2 separate regions of the Ovis aries genome follow, and region 1 is linked to region 2. The links are chromatin contacts, called in public Hi-C maps. All regions are on one chromosome and are shown on one strand. Each heading gives the region's core, a stretch centred on a gene start, on an enhancer-like site or on the middle of the called end of the contact. The rest is flanking DNA. Distances are from core to core; before and after follow the strand shown.

Region 1 (5,601 bases), core at 2,646-5,145, 220 kb after region 2:
ACAACAGTTCTTGGTGTTTTATAGCCTCTAAAGCACACACACAAAACTCAATGTACAGTTCTGTGAATGTTAAGACCATTCACATTGAATTTTTTTTTTTTTAAGTTTAAATAAGGATCACTGACATAACAAGATAACTTTCACATACAAAGTGTCTGGCCTTTAAAGTAGTATGGGGAAATCCTGGCCATTTTAATTATCTGTATTTCCTCTAATTTAAAAATCTGTATTTACATGCCAGATCTTGATTTTCAAAAGCACTGCCAACTCTGAATCAATGTGCTTCTTGTAATAAAGTATAGCAATATCCAGGTAAAAATCTGTTTCAATACCAATGATAAATTACTTCTAATTTATAATGTATTCTTCATAAAACCATCTATTAAACATAAAACGTTTTTGTTCTCATAAATGGTAAACCAGAATATTTTTCACACAAATTCCTCCCACAATCTACAGATTTGATCCAGTTCAAGAATGCAAAGGAAAAAAATGCCTATTCTCCACTACCATGAGCCAAATCTCATCAGCTTCAGGAATAAGGCAGAAAGAAGTCCATTTCATCTATTAACTTCACTGAATGGCCCCGGACTGTCTTACACGTTAACTTCTTGGCGTTTCCCCCGGCTCATTCTTCCAACTCGGAGCCTCAAGTTTCTACCTTCTCTGTACCCGAGGAGAAACAAGTTCACAACCTGCTGGGTTTAGTCCTGGAGTCCTTAAGGACTGTTAAAAAGATTCCATCGTTACTCTGGAGTACCATTCCTCCTCGCAAAGCACTTTTCTAACCCAGTGCTTCTAAAGCAAAGAGTATTTAAAAGTACTAATTCAGACTCCACATGAAAGGAAAAAACGTGGATCTGAAGGGAGTAGGAAAAGCACAAGGCACGACTTTAGTCTTAAATGCTAGCTGTAACAAAGTTCCTGCTGGCCGGTAAGGGAGGCCACCAGATAAAAAGTAAAAGCAGAATGTCAGCCACCTCGGATCTGAAGCAAAGCCCCTTTTCCAGCAGTGACAGCCCTGGATCTAGCCCCAAACACGCTCACACGCTCTCAGCAGACTCTTCTCCCCCAAGAAAGCCCCGAATCGAAGTCGAATACCTTTTCGGACAATCCCATCACATTCTAAGGATCACCGTGGATTTCCAAAGCCTTTTGGCGTATGCCACCAAGGATGCTTACAAGTCAGGAAAAGCCTTCGGAGTGAATGCAGGCGCCAAAAAGCAAGCCCAAGGCAGGGAGGGTTATAAATAAATATCTGTCTACACTTTAAAGGAGAAGCCGGATTCCTAAAGAGTCGGGGCGCAGCGAGCCGGGGGCCCGGGCGGCGGAGCGGTGTCGCCACATCGCCGGTTCCCGCGGTGGAGCTGCGCCCTCTGCAATCCGCGCTGAGACGAGCGGGGAATAAATAGTTGACGGAGAGGAAGGAAAAGGAAAAAGTTATGAATGAAAACAAGTATTCTCTCTCGCTCCCTCTCTCTCCTCTCTCTCTCTCTCGGGCAGGAGGAGGGGAGGAGGCTGAGGTTACCATTACCTCAGGAGGGCGGACTTCCCCACTTTTAAAGTGGCAGTGCCCTCTCCCGCCCCTCGCCGCGCCGCCGCGCTCACAACAAGAATAAAGTGGCAGCTCGCGCGGGCGCACACCGACTCGGCCCAGGGGCTCCCCAGCGAACCGGGGGTCCGCTCTGGCACTCGCGCGCGAACACGCCTTTCGGGAGGCCCCGGTCCGAGGGATCCTCGGATCCCGAAAGCCCGCCGCGGGCACCCGCCGAGCAGCTCCGCGGTCCTCCTCGGACCCTCCCCCCCGCTCCAAGCCTGCCCGAATGCACCTTTCGCGTGGAGGGGTTTCCCCGAGAGGACACGCCGGGTCCCCGCGCCGCCGCTGCAGGCGACTGAGGACTGGGGACCCCGCTTCGCCGTCCCGCGCGGAGGCGAAAGGTCGCTCTCCGGCTTACCCAGCTTTGAGCGCCCCGCGGGCCGTCCGGGCCGCGAGAGGGGGTGGCCCCACTCTCCCTTCCCCTCGCGCGGTCCGGGCCCCCACGCCGCTCCCCAGGGCCCGCACCTGCCGCCCGGCCCGCCCCGCCCCGCCCGTGCACCTCCCGCCCCCGCAGCCCGAGGGCGGCCGCCCCAAACTCACCTAGGCCGAAGCGAGGGCGGGCGGCCAAGCAGTGCAACCCGGCCTGGGTCCCGGTGCGGGCGACTGCGTGCACTCGCCGCATCAACCGCGGCGGGGAGGACGGGGAGGCATGGCCCGAGCTGCGGCCGGGCGGCCCGCGGCCTCTGCCCCGGGGCAGGAGCGCTCCCCGCGGCCCCCTTCCGGCTGCGGGGGACAATCTTCTGGAGACTCGGCGCGGCCAGGCGCAGACCTCTCACAGCTCGCGTGCGCCGCGCAGCTCAGTAACATCCACCTCCGGGGCTCTTCTCGTGTAGCCCCCTTCCAAGAACCAGGAAAAAAAAAAAGAAATCCCTTCAGGAGGGCTCTCCCGGTCTATACGGAAGGCGAGCTGGGGAGCGGCGGGGAGAGGAGTGCGTGACTGGCCGGCCGACCCGCCGCTGTGCTCGGACCAGAGTTTTCCTCGGGGTCCAGTCGCTCCTCGCGGGAAAGGCGGGAGTGGCGGCCTCCTGACGCGTGGAAGTCCACGTCACGGACGTTTGAGGCTCCGCGGCGCCCGGGACGGGGCTCGAACCGGCGTCCACGGACGAGTCACGGAGCCGCGCAGGGAGTACACGCCTGAGAGGCCCGACCGCCGCTCCCCGTGGGTGGGGGTGGGTGGGATTTTGTTTTTTACCCGCTTTTAAGGGGCGGTGGTGAAGGGAGCGAGGTTTGGGGTTCTCCTCCGGGGAGAAGGCGGGGCGTCGTCCCTGGCTCCCGCGCAGGTCCAGGCACTTTCTCGATCCCGCACGGCGGGCAAGTGGGGGCACGGCGTTCCTGGGAACTCCGGTCCTGGCAGTCAGCCTCTCCCGGCAGCGATCACTCCCAGTCCTCCGACCCTCCTGTTCTGCGGCCGAAACGCCTGCTACAAACGATTAGAGATAAGAACACGTTAATTTCCCTTTCTTTCCAGGCACTTGGACTCGCCGCGCGCTCCGCCGCCCGGGCGAAGAGTGGAGCGGAGAGGGCCGCTCGCCAGCTCGCCCGCCGCCCGCACCCGCTGCCATGTGCTGGCTGTTGCTGCTCCCTGTGATTGACAGGCGGGCGCACAGTCGGCGTGTCAGCAGCGAACCAAAGTAACATGCAGTCTTGCACGTTTTTGCCGAAGTGCTTTTGCCCCTTGGAATGCCTAAGAGTTCAAACAACGTTCAAGCGACGCTTCTGCGCATTGGAAATCAATACACAGAGACGGGAAATTCAGGTTTTAAACAATTGCTTCTGGGGATTCGGTCGCCAACAATGCCTAAACAAACATGCATTTGGTCCACACACCGAATGCCAGTCCCTCTTTGGCAAAAAAAAAAAAAAAAAAAAAAGAAAAAGAAAAACCACCCAGTTTTTCTTTCACACATCCGACTGTTTCAGACTTGAAACTTGTTACTGCTCGGCTGGGGGGGTTGTGGGGGTGGGGAGGAAAAGGACCTTGCTTTTTCTTTTAGTGGTAGCATTTACTTTAAGAGCATTCGTTTTAGCAGTGGGAATGCTACTGGTAATTTGAAATGCAACCAGTAATCTTAGATCTAAAGCGAGTTCAAAGAAATAATCAGTTCCTTGCAAAAGCCAACATTTCTCACCTGATCTTTCCTTAAAATGTCTACGGAAGGAAAGGAAGGAAACAGTTCTTACCTAAAGCAAAGATTGGAAATTGCTTTTCAGGCACATTTACAGCAACTGTAGCTGTTCCTTTTCCAGGGCTGGGAGTTGTGTCTGCGGCTATCACTCTGCAAACCACTGCGTGCCTTACAGAGCAGTCCCACTCCGGCTCCGCAGAATTTCAGCTCTTTGCCTCCACCTCCACCTCCACTCCAGGACACGCCTCCAGTGATATCATGTGTCAATCATACGGGCTGCCTGAAAACCTGGAGCAGGATTTCCCCAACAGTCGTTTCCTCTTTCCTTTATGAGTACCCACTTGGATATATCGCCCTGTACACTCCCCTAACAAACATCCTCTGAAAATGTGGATTGCCTCAAAAAATCCTTCAAATGCCTTTCGTCATAAAAGAATACCTTTAAATTTAGTTAGCAGTCTTCAGTTATCAAATCTCAGCAAAAAGATTGGTGAACTCTACCCTTAAAAGTGGAATTAGAAAACAACTTTGAAGAAGAAAAGATTAAAAAGTTGTATATCAAGCCCTCACTACTGATCAGTTAGATAATGTATATTGATATAAAAAAGATGATGATGTGCCATTACAGACCCAATTTAAAGCAAAGTTCAGAATATGTGAAATCTAAAACGTGGCACGCTTTACTGCAAATGTATGTAATATGTGATAAAGGTATGATTTCCTGCTGTAGATTTTATAATAATTGCTCTCTTGATTTGTGATGTAATTTCCCCAAAATAAAAATTGTAAAAATCCCAGACTCCTTCAATTTTGTGAGATATTTATCTAATTTTGAAAAAATAAATTTATTTTTAAAAATCAGCTGAATAGAAATCAATTAAAACAGAAATAATTTCCTAAGAGGTTTTATAATTCTTAAGCATATATGATGTGTCACTGAAAAAAAAAAAGCATTTTAATCAGTAGGAAAAATGCTTTTTGTTTCCTTACAGACTATTGGATTTTAGACATTTATTATCAAAATCATGTACTTCATGCTGCTGTGAGGGTAATAATATGTGAAATTTGAGCTTCCACAGAGATTCTTAAAAGATACCTAAAACCCAGAAAAATATAGTAAATGGAAAGGGAAATATTTTTTCCAGGTCCTACATATAAGAAGTAGCTTAAAGTCTTTGACGAAATAAAGCAAACAAAACTTCAGTAAAAAATCATATAAATTTGAGTATGGACATTTCAGTGATTTTTTAATATTCTTCTTTACAATAGTAGTTGTTTTGAAACTTTTTTTCTCTATTCGAGATTTTCTAATATTTGAGTTCTTTAAAATAATTAAAGTTCTATTTGGAATGACCTTTCAGGACCCTAGGGCACTGCTAAAACCATCAACAAGAAAGCATCACTAGAAAATAACACAGAACAAGAAACCAAGAAGCTACCTATTCACTCTTAATAATATAACTTGTAATAAAATAGGCTGTTTCAAAGGCTAAAGTCAAATTATTGTACATATTTTATATTTTCATATATCTCATAATATTTGGAGAAATAATAAGCTAACCAGTGGATAAGTTTCTTGGACAATTTGAATGGGTTTGAAAGAGTCAAATCAGAAATACAATATTCCATGATGGTATCTTATTTGGTTTTTCAAAATTGTCTTCTCTGCTATCACCACAATTTGGGGACAAGAGGTCAGTTCACCAGTATGATAAAACCAGGAGAGGGAGCACTGAACATTTTATTTCCATAAATCCTACAACAATATATTTGAAAATTTTTGTTATAAATAACCTTCAAACTATTTCAACCAAGGTATATTATTAAATTACAATCTTTGTGAAATTAAGTATTTTTAAATTACAATAATAAATAAAA
Region 2 (5,682 bases), core at 2,630-5,129:
AGGGAAGCCCCATGTGCTTGAGACTCAATTGACCCCTCTATAAAATGCAGGTAAAGGGACTTGCCCAGTGGTCCAGTGGTTAAGATTCTGCTTTCCAATGCAGAAGGGTGTGAGTTTGATCCCTGGTTGGGGAAATAAGATCCCAAATACTGCAGGGTATGGCCAAAATTTTAAATAGATAAATAAAACTGATTTTAAAAAATAATAAATTACCCAAAAAAGGCAGATAAAGACCCACATAAAGAGTGATGAGAATTTTACACAATATCCATTAAGCACCTTAATGTCCAACAAGTTCCTTTCTCAAAGTACTTAATAGATAGCAATATTATTAGTATTTTCTACAACCCTGAAGTGTCAGCAAGAATCTTTGAGACTCCTACAGGACCAGCACCATGTGCCATTATAGTTTAGGAATAGAAGAGTTTTGTGAGGAAATGGATCCTGGCTCGTCAATGAATACTTCAAAAATCCTTCACACAACCACATCACTTCCTATCATGCTGTTAAAGAGCTCTTATCAAGCAAGAGGGTAAGTCATGTAAAAGACATCAGATACACTGAAGCATCTTACAAGACTACCCTGTTTTATTTTTACACTGAACTGTTCATCAGACTGAATGCTTTGTTTTGTTTTCTGTTATTACTTGCAGCTGTCCAGGAAAAGGAAGGAAGGAAGCCTCCTCCTTTAAAAGCTGAAACTTTAACTTGCACCTAATTTTGAACAGAAAGTGAGAAGACATCGGTTATCTTCTCAAACTCCAGGTCAGTGCACCCCATCTGAATAATCCCTTGCCACCATCATCCACAGATCATGGACCTAGAGTTAGAAGAAAAGAAATCTCCCTAATAGCAGACCCACCTGGATACAAAAGAAGGAATATTATCAATATAAGTGGCATTCATCCATTTATCTCCAAGGAAATAATCCCACAGAAATTGGGAGGAAAAAAGTTAACCTACATTATTTTGTTTCACAACATGGTTCCACATAAAGTCTTTGTTTTTATTTTTTTATAAATAGAATGCTCTTCACTACATATCAGTGACAGCATTCAGCATTCATTTGTATGGTTTAAAATATTGGTGTGTAGGGTAAAATTGATATTTTTAATCATTCCTAGCTATTAGTTTGTTTCCCCAAGGTTTCTCCTAGTTCTAAAATTCTAAACTTCGTGAAGACCTGAGAAATGATTCTTGCTATGATTTCTCTGTATTGCAGAGCATAGTACATCTTCAAAGAGGCCCTTCTGCCTATCCTGAGTGAAACTCATTGGGATGAAGCTGCTGTGTCTTCCAAGAGGGTTACCGCCTGGTATTGATCAGCATAGGAACACCGATGCAAAGGACAGCTGTCTGGACCAGGTTAAACATGCTGTATCTAGTGGTATATTCACTTCTTCGAATACCCTGTAAAATAGGTTTTCATTTCCACAGATTACAAAAGAGACTTCAAGAGATTCATTAAGTTACTGCAAGTCCCAATTTAGTAAAATCTGGAACTAGTACAATCTATACCTCCCTGGCTCCAAACCTGTGTTCTTTTCTTTCTGCCAAACTTCCTAGAATAAAAAAGTAAAATGTGTAAATAGGAGGCCACCTGACAGTTTCAGAACCTAAGAAGCTGAGAAATGCCAAGCCTACCCATAGTAAATCCTGGATAAAGCCTGGGGTTTGGATCCTAGCAGACCCAAACATTCGAGAGCAATGCTTTTATTGATCTTCACACTGTTTGACTTCAATTCAAATTAAAATTTGCCATCATTTAGGTACATCCATGTCTCTACAAATAACTGAATTTTGTTCCTTTTTAAGGCTGAATAACATTCCATTGCATATACGTACCACATCTTTATCCATTCCTCTGCAAGTTGACATTAGGTTACTTCCATGTCTCAGCTCTTGAAAATTGTGCTGCAATAAACACTGAGGTACATGAGTCTTTCTAAATTATGCTTTCTCTACTCAGCGCTCTGTGGTGACCTAATTGGAAAGGAAATCCCCCAAAGAGGGGATATATGTATATGCACAGCTGATTCATCTTGCTGTACAGTAGGCACTCACATGAGATTGTAAAGCAACTGTATTCATGGACTGTAGCCCACCAGGCTCCTCCATCCATGGGACTTTCCAGGCAAGAGTACTGGAGTGGGGTGCCATTGCCTTCTCCAAAAATAAAACCCAAATGATAATATTACAAATAAAAATTAGAAAAAAAAAAAAACCCAACCTTTAAAGCTTGTAGAATTCACACAAAAATCAGGATCTGGGAACTTCCAGTGACAAATTAGAATATCTGACAACTCTACACATTCCCACGTGGTAACTTTGGGGGCAGCTGAGCAGCGGATGCTCTTTTGAACAGACCACTCCCTCCCCGAGACCATAGCACACTCTTGGCTGACTTAGCTTGTGTGCTGGATCCCTAGGGCTTTTGAACTGGTGATACCCCAGCCCTCCTTTTTTCCAGGGCATTCAACCCAGAGAAATCAGAGTGGTAAGAATGTTTTCAAACTTCATAAACACACAGTGTGTCAAAAAACGATAAGAAAGGAGGTAACTTGCACCTTTTCCTCAATGGCTTCCTCTTGGGGATGACCCAGGGATTGTAAGGATTTGAAGAACCGCCTAGGGCCTTCAATTAAAATAGTTTTGTCTTTGGTTACTACCGGAAAAAACCTGTAAGCAGACAGCTGCTTCATGCCAGCTGAAATTCTAGTCTTGGGTGGGATGGCAGAGGTTTATGACTTCAGATGAGAAACAGGCAGCAACAGATTATATTCTTATGCCAAGTTTCTCTCTTTATTGCCATGGAAGCAAAAAGAGAAATGCAGAAAGGGGAAAGCTTTGTGAGACCTGTGTTTCACTCAGACTTTCTGCTAGGCATCGGGAGCTGCTCAAGATTTTGCAAACACTTTTACAGGAAAATCATAGATATAGAAAACCTCTGAAATTCAAACAGAGCTGGAAAAGAATAAAGATCATGCATTTTGTCTTTAAACTCAGAAGCAGAACCCCCGGGATTTGGTGTTCTAAAACAAGACTGGAAACATTATTAACGTTAATAAATAAACATCTGGATTGACTTGCAGCCTAAATTTAAGTGTCCTAAATATTTTGGCTCTATTATAACGATGCTGCATTTTCCTAAATTTTCCAATGTTTCTTTGGTCCATAGCTTACACTTCATTTTCTTGGGACTCTTTTAACTTAGGTCTTGTTTTCCATGAAAATAGACCCTGTTATATAAATATTTAAACACCAAATGTCCATAAAAGATAGGAAATTGGTTTTGATCGCGTCCCTATATTTGCACAGTGTGGGTCCTTGGTATACTCATGTCCTTTTCATTGGAACCATGTCATCAGGCCATCTGCTTCTCTTTCATTCTCCTAATACTTTGTGCTCCATCTAATTCTAAGAGAGCCAAAATTTACCAACAAAATTTTTGTTGAGCTAAAATTAAAACTCAAGGTCATGATGAAGCTGTGAATTCCATTCTTTAATGTAACATTTAGCCAGTGTTAGCCCAGTTTTGTACAGTACTAGGGAGAAAACACATACACTATGGAGGCATAAACCAGATTAGGCGGTACTCGTAGCCAAGTTTCACTTGGAGCCTCTAGTGTGCTCCAAAAAGCATGAGTGCATGTGAAAGAAAAGGTCAGCAACACACAACTCCAGCAAGAAAAGTCCAATAAAACCAATGCAAAATTAAATGAGCCAGCTACAGAGAACTCTCCTCATAACACAGTGCTTACACCTAATCCGTTCCTCACCACCTTCGACTGAGAGTGTTGGTCTCAGGTCCCTAGGCTGTTGCTGTTACTGCCTTGAGCTTTTGACTAGCCGTAAGCCAAGGGGTTGCTATGCAGAGTCCCAGTGCATGGAACCAGAGTTAATCATTCACAGGCCCTTTTGCCTGAAATAAGATGCTTTTCATTTCCCCTGGCTTATGCGAATAATGAAAAAAGAAAACAAACAAAGGAGATAACTGCACTATGTTAAAAGATAATCCCTTAGCATAACTATTGTCTAGAAGCCTGAACACCACAGGCAGGCAAAAATCCAGTCTGCATTCAGGGACGATGCTGACATTTATTTATAAGAGATTATGCCATGACAGAGCTTCAAGGCATTTAGAATGCTCCTATTCCCCAAGGCCTCCACTATATTTATATGCAGGATCCCATATTATTTTTCCTGCTGTTATGGCAACAGAGATTTCAATGTTTACAGAGCTATCAAGTTCTGACAGGCCGAGCTGGGGACTTTGCATCACTGAAAATGGAGCAAGGGACCCGGGAAGCAGGCACAAATGCCACCGTCTGAACAACTAATACCTGAGCAGAAGGGAGGGAGCAAGCAGGCAAGCAGCAACGATCAGCTCTCAAGGCTGCTTGCCCCCAGGGGAATTTGCCCTCCGGATCCTGTGATTTTGGAGATCTATTACAAAGTACGCTGAACCTAGTAAGTCGAGTTAAATCTAAAAGAAAAGCAAACCCCAAATTCCTACTACAATTTTATACTCTGAATGAGTATTTTTTTAACTTATTTTTTTCACTGAAGTATAATCGCTTCACAATGTTGTGTTGGTTTCTAACGTACATCAATGTGAATCAGCTATCAGTTCAGTTCAGTCGCTCAGTTGTGTCTGACTCTTTGCAACCCCATGACTTGCAGCACGCCAAGCCTCCCTGTCCATCACCGACTCCCAGAGTTTACTCAAACTCATGTCCATCGAGTTGGTGATGCCATCCAGCCATCTCATCCTCTGTTGTCCCCTTCTCCTCCTGCCCCCAGTCCTTCCCAGCATCAGGGTCTTTTCCAATGAGTCAGCTCTTCGCATGAGGTGGCCAAAGTATTGGAGTTTCAGCTTTAACATCAGTCCTCCCAATGAACACCCAGGACTGATCTCCTTTACAATGGACTGGTTGGATCTCCTTGCAGTCCAAGGGACTCTCAAGAGTCTTCTCCAACACCACAGTTCAAAAGCATCAATTCTTCTGCACTCAGCTTTCTTCACAGTCCAACTCTCACATTCATACATGACCACAGGAAAAACCATAGACTTGACTAGACGGACCTTTGTTGGCAAAGTAATGTCTCTGCTTTTGAATATGCTGTCTAGGTTGGTCATAACTTTCCTTCCAAGGATCAGCTATAAGTATACATATATCCCCTCGCTCTTGAGCCTCCCTCCTATCCCACCCCTCATCCCACCCCTCTAGGTCATCGCAGAGCACTGGGCTGAGCTCCCTGCGTTATACAGCAGCTTCCCATTAGCTATCGATTTTATACATGATAGTTTATATATGGGCTTCCCTGGTAGCTCAGCTGGTAAAGAATCCACCTGCATTGCAGTAAACCCCAGTTCAATTCCTGGGTCAGGAAGATCCCCTGGAGAAGGGAAAAGTTACCCACTCCAATATTCATGGGCTTCCCCGGGGGCTCAGATGGTAAAGAATCCACCTGCAATGTGGGAGACCTAAGTTTGATCCCTGGATTGGGAAGATCCTCTGGAGGAGGGCATGGCAACCAACTCCAGTATTCTTGCCTAGAGAACTCCCATGGACAGAAGAGCCTGGTGGGCTACAGTCCATGGGGTCGCAGAGAGGTGGACACGACTGTGTGACTACGCACAGCACAGCGGCAGTGTATATATGTCAATTCTACTCTCTC

The links. A called contact is a pair of places that touch in the nucleus more often than the background predicts.
Region 1: a contact with region 2 is called in a Hi-C map of liver, with 2.3 times the contacts expected there. The contact joins the promoter of SPRY1 here to the enhancer-like site in region 2. A contact is called at or near these places in 5 of 16 Hi-C or Micro-C datasets (hypothalamus, liver, mesenteric adipose tissue and 2 more).

The regions. Positions count from the first base shown.
Region 1 is chr17:34,551,657-34,557,257 of ARS-UI_Ramb_v3.0, forward strand. It overlaps SPRY1 (sprouty RTK signaling antagonist 1), which reads right to left and starts at 3,896. Exons shown (of 3, transcript XM_060401036.1): 1 at 3,779-3,896; 2 at 2,138-3,017. It overlaps LOC105602800 (basic proline-rich protein-like), which reads left to right and starts at 970. Exons shown (of 4, transcript XM_060401373.1): 1 at 970-1,223; 2 at 1,276-1,397; 3 at 1,566-3,353; 4 at 3,845-4,520. The coding sequence starts at 970. The coding sequence ends at 2,401.
Region 2 is chr17:34,333,907-34,339,588 of ARS-UI_Ramb_v3.0, forward strand. All of the region lies in intron 2 of LOC121816923 (a long non-coding RNA gene), which reads right to left. Among named protein-coding and RNA genes, the nearest start is that of SPRY1, 220 kb to the right of the region's middle. Within about 2 kb of position 3,880, at least 10 of the 54 cell types and tissues checked have an H3K27ac peak or open chromatin away from gene starts, as enhancers often do. A contact at or near this core is called in liver, where this site is marked.